2 separate regions of the Ovis aries genome follow, and region 2 is linked to region 1. Evidence: chromatin contacts called from public Hi-C data. All regions are on one chromosome and are shown on one strand. The core of a region is the stretch at or near the end of the contact, and the rest is flanking DNA. Distances in the headings are between cores, read along the strand shown.

Region 1 (3,873 bases), core at 194-2,693:
GAGGCCTGATCTCACCCTGACGGTGAGCAGGCAGCCAGGCAGTTGGCTCCACAGCAAGTCTAACTGGTTAAGAGAACAAAGACCGGAAACTTGGTGGGGGGGGGGGGGGGCGGTGCGCAGAAGCTTGAGGGAAGAAGGGGATTGCATGTTGGGAGGAAAGGCCCATGCTGATCTCTTCCGAGGATGTGTGAAGAACCAAAGGATCTGAGGTCTCACCCACGTTACAAGCAGACAGGTGAACCCACAACAGCTTTAGAGGATGCCGACCCCTGGATCCGAAAGGACCCGCTTCCTAACATCTCAGAGAAGAACCGATTCTGACTCCACGTTGGAACTCTGTCTTTGCCTCGCTTTCCGTGTCGCTGTTCTTACTGTTGTTGTCAGTCGACCGGTCATGTCCAATTCTTTGCGACCCCATGGACTGCAGCACGCCAGGCTCCCCTCTCCTTCACCATCTCCCGCAGCTTGCTCAAACTCATGTCCATCGAGTTGGTGATGCCGTCCAACCATCTCCTCCTCTGCCGTCCCCTTCTCCTCATAACCGCCTGCCTCCAAGGACCCCACCCCTCTGCCTGACTGTTAAAGCTCACGTGTGAGTCTGCCCACCTGTGAACAGAAGGGATCAGCACACCCCTTCCACAGGCTGGCCCTGCCAGGAGATGTTCTGCAAGACCGAAGGCCCATTTTACTTTAGTTCCGCATCGCTTCTCTCTCTGACGTTATATAAAGGACCTGGCATACAGACCCCGACAAGGCGGTTACTTTAAGACATCAGTCCGCCATCTTCTCAGTCACCCAGCTTTCCAAACAGTCTCGCGGCCTCAACAACCCATCTCTGTGACTCAGGGGCCTATCTCCAGCCAGCAGGGCGAGCTTGGACTCAGAAACAATAACAAATTCCCAGGCGTCCTCCACAGGGGGCTCTGAAGGCCCTGGGTCCTCAGAGAGGAGGTCTCGACCGTCAGAGCACCCTTCACCCCACGGACGGCATCACGCCCGCAGCCCCCGGCGCGGAAGTCCGCGCCCCACGACCCTCGCTCTGCAGGCAGGTCTGCGGCCGGCCGCTGCCCCCAGCAGCCTCAGGCGGGCTGAGGTTCGAGCAGGAGGCCTTCCCCCCACGAGCGGGGGGGACCCTGGGAGGGACGGCCAGGCCGCCCCCCGAGCTCCCCGGGCAGGGCGCCACCGAGGCCGCTTTTCTACGCTGGGCTGCGAGCCAGCAGCGCCACCAGCCCGACCCCCTGCCCTCGCCGGCCCTCTTCTGCGAGCGGGGTCTAGGCGCGCCCACAGCCGCAGGCGCGCGAGACGAGGACGCGGCCTCTCACCGTCTCTCTCACGCGCAGCGGTGCCGACCGCAGGGCGCTCGGGCGCCGCGGCCCGCGCCCCTCCCCGTTCCGGCCCGGCCCGGGCCTCCGGGGCCCCCGGCTCCCCCTCCCTGCGCGCCCGTCACTTCGGAGAAGCAGGAGGTTCCGGTGAGGCAACCGCGCCCCCGCCCCGCGGCCGCCCCGGCCTCCCCTCCCCCGGCGCGCACCCTCCCCTCCCCGCCCCCCCCTCTCCCCCTCCCCCTCCCCTCCCCCGCCCCACTCTCTCCCCCTCCCCCTCCCCTCTCCTCCCCTCTCCTCCCCTCCCCTCTCCTCCCCCTCCCCCTCCCCCCCCCCCCCCCCCCCCCCCCCCGCCCCCCGCCCCCCCCCCCCCCCCGCCCCCCCCCTCCCCCTCCCCCGCCCCCTCCCTCCTCCTCCCCCGCCCCCCCCCCCTCCCCCTCCCCTCTCCTCCCCTCCCCTCCCCCGCCCCCTCCCTCCCTCCCTCCTCCTCCCCCGCCCCTCCCTCCTCCCCTGCCCCGCCGCGCATCCCCTCCCCTCCCCCGCCCCCTCCCTCCCTCCCTCCTCCTCCCCCCCCCCCCCCCCCCCCCTCCCCCGCCCCGCTCTCTCCCCCTCCCTCCCTCCCTCCCCGCTCCCGCCTCCTCTCTCAGACCCTCCGCCACCTCCCCAGGCGGAGCGGCCGAGGGGGAGGAAGCGGGAGGGTTCGCGGGGCGCCGCAGAGACACTCCGCCCCAGCAGCATCTCGGGCGCGCCGGGAATCGCGTCTCCCCGCAGGACGCCACCCCGGCGGCCGCAGGACTCGGGCCCCGCCGCGCGGGGAAGAGGGCCCGGCGGAGCCCCGCGCGGGCCTGCGGCGCCACCTGGCGGCCGCGGGAGTCCCGGGAGCCGGGCCGGGGCCCTGTTTTAACCCGCGGCTGTCGGCCCGGCGACGAGAGGCACTGACTTCAGACGTGGCCCGGGCGCCGGCCGCTGCGGGGTGAGGGCCGGAGTCCGCGCGAGGGGCCGCCCGCCGAGCAGGAGGCCTCCCCCCCACGAGCGGGGGGGACCCTGGGAGGGAGGGCCAGGCCGCCCCCCGGAGCTCAAAGCAGGGTGCGTGTCACCTGGGCCTGCGTTCCGCAAGCCTACCCCAGAAGCCCTCCCGTGGCCCCCACGGTGGCCGCAGCAACCGCTCCGCCTCAGACTGTCGGCCCGCAACGTGGCCGTGCGGCCGGAACGCACGGGGTGCGAGGGCCCGCAGCTGACAGCCTCCCGGCAATCGCAGCCTCAGCCAGACTCACACCATCGCAGGGCGGAGGTGCTGCCGGGCCGGCACCCCGCCCAGCGTGTCCCGCACTTGCAGGGTAAGGCGATCAAGGGACTGATCCCTGCCATACTCCCTGGATGCGGACTCGGACCCTCATGAGTCCCGAGTGGGGTGCAGGGTGCATCTCGGCCTGACGCTGGCATCAACTCAAACATGGCAGGAGGTGCTTCTCCCCTCAGCCAAGAACGGCTCAAACTGGCCGTCTGTTGTGCATCGTGACCCACACAGGTGCTGACCTCGGGCTGCGCTGTCTCACCAGCCTGGTAGGTGGAGGTCTGACCGCTGTCTCTGGGCATAACGACAAGAGTCTGTCTCCCACCCAGGATAACCTGGGGTCCAGTGAGAGGACGTCGTTGGAGATGGGGTTACCTAGCGATAGTTAGAGGTGATGATGCCTAGAGGGCAGTGCCACCCCTACACATACACACACGTGCAGAGGTGTCTGAGGCCCAGCCTTCCCACGTGTGGCCCAGGTTGAATTGGGTTTGAATCTCTGCCTTCTGGGTTTGGTTAAGCATGAGAGCAATGTCATGGAGCATTGATACATGTAGCTTAATTCAAGACCACTTGGGCAGGAATCAAAGAATAAGTTTCAAAGAAATTATAAGAAAAGAATTTGAACTAAATTAAAGTGAAAATACAGCTTACCAAAACTTGTGGGATGCAGTGAAAGTACTGCTTAGAGGGAACTCTATACTATAAATGTGTATTTTAGGAAAAAAAGAAAGATCTAAAATCAGTAACCTAAACTTCTTATTTAGAAAACGAGAGAAAAAAAGGTAATATAAACCAAAAGAAACCCGAATAAAATAAATGATAATAAACTAGAACAGAAATCAATAAAATTGAAAATAGGAAATCAATTTTTAAAAAAACAAACCAAAAGCTGGTTATTTGAGGGAAAAAAATGAGTAAGATAGATAAACTTCTAGGAATGTAAGCCAGAAATAAAAAGACAAAAAGGGGATTACTGTAATGAGAAATTAAAGAGGGGCTATCACTGCAGTTTCCACAGACACTAGGAGATAATAAAAGAATACTATAAACAACTCTATGCCCACAAATTTGATAACTTGGATGAAATGAACCAATTTCCTGAAAGACACAGACTGCCAAAACTCCTACAAAGAGAAATAGATAAATAGGCCATATCTGTTGAAGAAATTGAATCAATAATTAATAATCTTCCAAACAATAACCCCCTGAAATGCGGGAGGCCCAGGTTCAATCCCTGAATCGGGAAGATACCCTGGA
Region 2 (3,886 bases), core at 776-3,275, 110 kb before region 1:
CCCCACACCCTGGGGACAGTTTATGTCTCTTCCTCCCCACAGGGAAGTGGGCCTCCTCCCCTAGCCCTCACCGCTGCCCCACCCAGGCTTCTCTTCTGGGACCCTCCAGCCCTCCCACTGCAGGGTGAAGCAGGATTGAGCACCGACTGCGTGTTGCCTCTGCCTGGTGAGCTCAGCGAGAGACGACCCATTTGCGGACCCTGCCCCGCTCAGTACAGGCACCCAGAGCCCAGCCGCTCTGCTCTGGCCACAGGGGACCAAGCAGGGGCCGAAGGCGCCCAGAGGAGTCCAGTTGCTCTCTGAGGCCTTCAGAGACTAAGGGGAGTGGAGACGGAGCTCTGAGCAGGGCTGTGATGGCACCGGTGGTATGAGCCCCGTGTGCTGATAATAAACTCTCCCTGGGATTCCGGCCAGTCATTCTCTGCTGCACTTAGCCAGGCATCCTCACGGGTGCTCACGCCCTCGCCTTTGTTCCCCAGCCCATCTGAATGGGGCAGAGCCGCAGCCCCCATTTCCGGGGTGAGCTTGGGGGAACAGCTGGACTCTGGAAGCTCTGATGGGAGGCTTGGCCTTGACCGGCAGGGCCAGCAGCAGACAGCCCGAATCTTCAAATCTTCTCTGCTCAAAGCTGCTGGACTCCGCCAGCTTCTGAGGCCCCAGTCAGAAGGGCCTTCTGGGTCCCTTCATGTCCCCCAGACTTCCTTCCATAACCCATTTTAAAATCCAGTTATTCATTCCACAAAACAGACAAAGCATCCTTGCCCTCCTGGAGCTGGCATTCTAGGCAGCTGTGGAGGGAGGAAAAGGCGTGGGGGAGGGAGCCAAGGGTTTTCTCTTACCTGTAAGGAGTCTGGGACAATCTAGGGAAGACAGGGCACTTGAAAAAGGAAGGAAGTGAGGGGTCAGCCTAAGGATGTCTTGAGGAAAAGGCAGTGGGACAGCAAGTGTGAAGGCCACGCAGCGGCTCGGCCTGCTGTTAACAAGACACCGCAGAGCAGGTAGCTGACCAACAACAGAAGCGCATTTCTCACAGTTCTGGAGGCTGGGATGTCCAAGGTCAAGGCGGCAGTCAATTCGGTATCTGACGAGGCCCCTCTTGGTGCAGATGGCTGTCTTCCAGCCGTGTCCTCACAGGGCAGGAGGGAGCTCGAAGACCTTCTTCAGTTCAGTTCCGTTCAGGCACTCAGTCGTGTCCAACTCTTTGAGACCCCATGGACTGCAGCACACCAGGAGTTTACTCAAAATCTCTTCTGTATAAAGGCACTGATCCTACTCTTAACTGCTCTTGACCTAACTATGTACCAAAGGCCCCACCTACAAACACCATCACAGTGGGGATCAGAAGTCAACCGATGGATGTCGGGGGGACACACTGAGCCCATACTAGGGAGCCAGCGTGCAGAAGCAGCAGGGAAGCCAGGTAGCAGGTGTTGGGTGGGGGGGGGGGGGCCTGGGTGGCCCTCCTGCCGGTAAAGTGGGCTCCGCTGCAGGCTTTGAGCAGACCCTAACTACTCTCAGAGTGGCTGCGGCTCTGCTCGCAAGAGCTGTGGGGCCACAGCAGGCCTGCACCGACCCAGGAGGGTGGCCTGGTCTGAGAGGAGGCAGTGCCTGTGGATGGGGAGAGCTGGGAAGGGGGCCTGGTGGGAGCCCTGGGAGTGGGGATGGAGGGGCCTGGGTGGGGGATGGTGAGGTCACCATTGCTTGTGTTGGGGAAGAGTAGGAAGGCCAGGTTTCAGGCACAGGCTAAATCGGACTGTCTGGTTGGGCCAGTGGTCCCAGCACAGTCATTTGGGTCAGGCCGGGGTTAGAGAGACAAGGTCCAGACAGGCCCAGGAAGCTCAGGAGCTTCCAGAGGCAGGGGGGCACATGGGGAAGATGGAGACTGAAGGGGGGGGTGCAGAGCCAGCCAGTGGGGCGGGGACAAAGGCAGGCGGGGCTCCAGAGGAGAGCCCCGGCCCCACCTCTCCTGGGGGAGGGCGCTCAGGGAGAGAGGAAGGAACCGGCCGCCGGAGAGGGGGGCGGGCGAAAGCCCCGTCAGAGCCACGCTGGAGAAGCCTCAGGGCACAGCTGGAGCTGGGCCTCCCTCCGCTCGGCCTCGCAGGCTGGGCCGCCAGACGCCCCCGGATCGCCCTTCGGCTCGCCCTTCGCCCCCTCCTCGCGCACGCCCGGCGGTGGGGACGCGCGTCCGCCCCGCCCCGCGCGGCCCTGGGGCGCGGACCGCGGGGCCTTCCGGTGGCACGGGCGCCGCTGGCTGCCTCTCCTGCGCCTGAGCGGCAGCGCCCGCTGGAGCCGAGGGACGCGGCAGGGCTGCGGACCCAGAGACGGGGCCTCTGGCCCGCCTGCGCGTCCCCTTCCCCAGCCGCTGGCCACACCCCGCCCTGTACCGACTGGCCTCCAGGAGGGTGAGGCCCGCGGGCTGAGGCTCCGCCCTTCCTGCCAGCAGGACCGGTTCGTGGGGGTGCGGCCCTGAGGTGGGAGCTGGGGCCTCCGTTGGGTCCCTGGATCAGTAGTGGGGGGTGGGGGTCTCCTGGGGCGGCCTGAGAAAATCGGGGCCACGCAGGTGGGCACACGCCCCCCCCTCCACCTCTGGGGCCATCAGTCAAGTTCCAAGGAGAGCTTTGGGAGTTGCAGAAGACAGAGGCCCAGCCCACTGTGGGGCCTCTGCCCCCCGGCTTTTGCAGGCCCCTCCGCGGAGTCACCTTCCATGGAGGATGCTGGCAAGGACGCCACCAGATTCACTGCCCATTCTCTGCCCAGTGACCCCCGGCTCTTGGCCACCGTGACCAACTCATACTTGGGCACACGCGTGTATCATGAGACACTGCATGTGAGCGGTGTGTACAATGGGGCTTTGGGGGATACCCACCGGGCCATTCTGCCCAGCCCCCTCAATGTCCAGCTGGAGGCCCCTGCAAGGACGGGAGAGCAGCTAACCAAGACCTACGCTCTGGACACCAACACAGGTAGCCCCTGGCTGCCCTCCGCCCACCCCTACCCCCTGCCATTGTTCCCGGGGAGCAGAAGGTCAGACAGAGGCCCCATCCCAGCACCTCCTCACTCAGGATGCCAGCATCCTGCAAAAGGAGGCTCTGAGAGGCCGCTTTGTGAGGCTTCCAGCCGGGGGGCCTCCCAAACGAGCAGGAGCCCGGCGGCCCCCATGTAGCTGTTGCTTCCCTAACAGGACAGCTGGGGCTTGGAGGGGGCTCCCTCACTGAAGGGAGAGGGGGACTTCATTCCCAGCCCACAGAGGCCGGCGGTTTGGAACTGTCCTCGGTGGCCCCAGGCGGTTGTGAGAATTGCCCCGTCTTCCTCTCCACCCTTTCCCAGGCTCCTTCCTGCACACCCTGGAGGGCCCCAGCTTCCGCGCCTCCCAGCGAATCTATGCCCACCGCACACTGCCTCATGTCCTGGCCTTCAGTGTGTCCATCACCCGCCTGGCCAAGGGGAGCTGGCCCATCACAGTGCGGCTGCAGTCAGCCTTTTCCCCAGAAAGTCCGGACCTGGACCTGCATCTGGGTCCTGACTTCCAGGGAGCCCGGTAAGGAGGGGCAGGGGGCCGGCTGGGTGGCCAGAGGAGAGGCTGGTCCCTGAGACACAGCTGCCCTCCTGCAGGTACCTGTGTGGCCGCACACTCAGCCCTGAGCAGCCTGGGGGTGCGCGGCAGGAGGTGCACATGCTGTGGACGCCGGTGCCCCCAGCCTTGACCCTCGGAGAAGGGCAGGAGGACGCGACATGGGAGTTCCTGACAGTGGTGGGTGGCAGCCAGGCTGAGGCCCAGGCCTGCCTCACAGAGGCCCTGCAGCTGCAGGCCAGGCACGCGCTCTACACGGCCCACGCCCAGGCCTGGGCCCAGCTCTGGGCGGACTGTGGCCTGGATGTAGAAGGG

What was found. A called contact is a pair of places that touch in the nucleus more often than the background predicts.
Region 2: a contact with region 1 is called in a Hi-C map of blood, with 2.9 times the contacts expected there. The contact joins the promoter of PGGHG here to the enhancer-like site in region 1. A contact is called at or near these places in 4 of 16 Hi-C or Micro-C datasets (blood, omental adipose tissue and tail adipose tissue).

What each region holds. Positions count from the first base shown.
Region 1 is chr21:47,297,476-47,301,348 of ARS-UI_Ramb_v3.0, reverse strand. No RefSeq gene overlaps it. Among named protein-coding and RNA genes, the nearest start is that of B4GALNT4, 12 kb to the right of the region's middle. Within about 2 kb of position 1,443, at least 38 of the 54 cell types and tissues checked have an H3K27ac peak or open chromatin away from gene starts, as enhancers often do.
Region 2 is chr21:47,407,481-47,411,366 of ARS-UI_Ramb_v3.0, reverse strand. PGGHG (protein-glucosylgalactosylhydroxylysine glucosidase) reads left to right here and starts at 2,025. Exons shown (of 15, transcript XR_009597971.1): 1 at 2,025-2,402; 2 at 2,682-2,963; 3 at 3,328-3,538; 4 at 3,613-3,886. It overlaps NLRP6 (NLR family pyrin domain containing 6), which reads left to right. Exons shown (of 8, transcript XM_042238172.1): 8 at 1-1,279.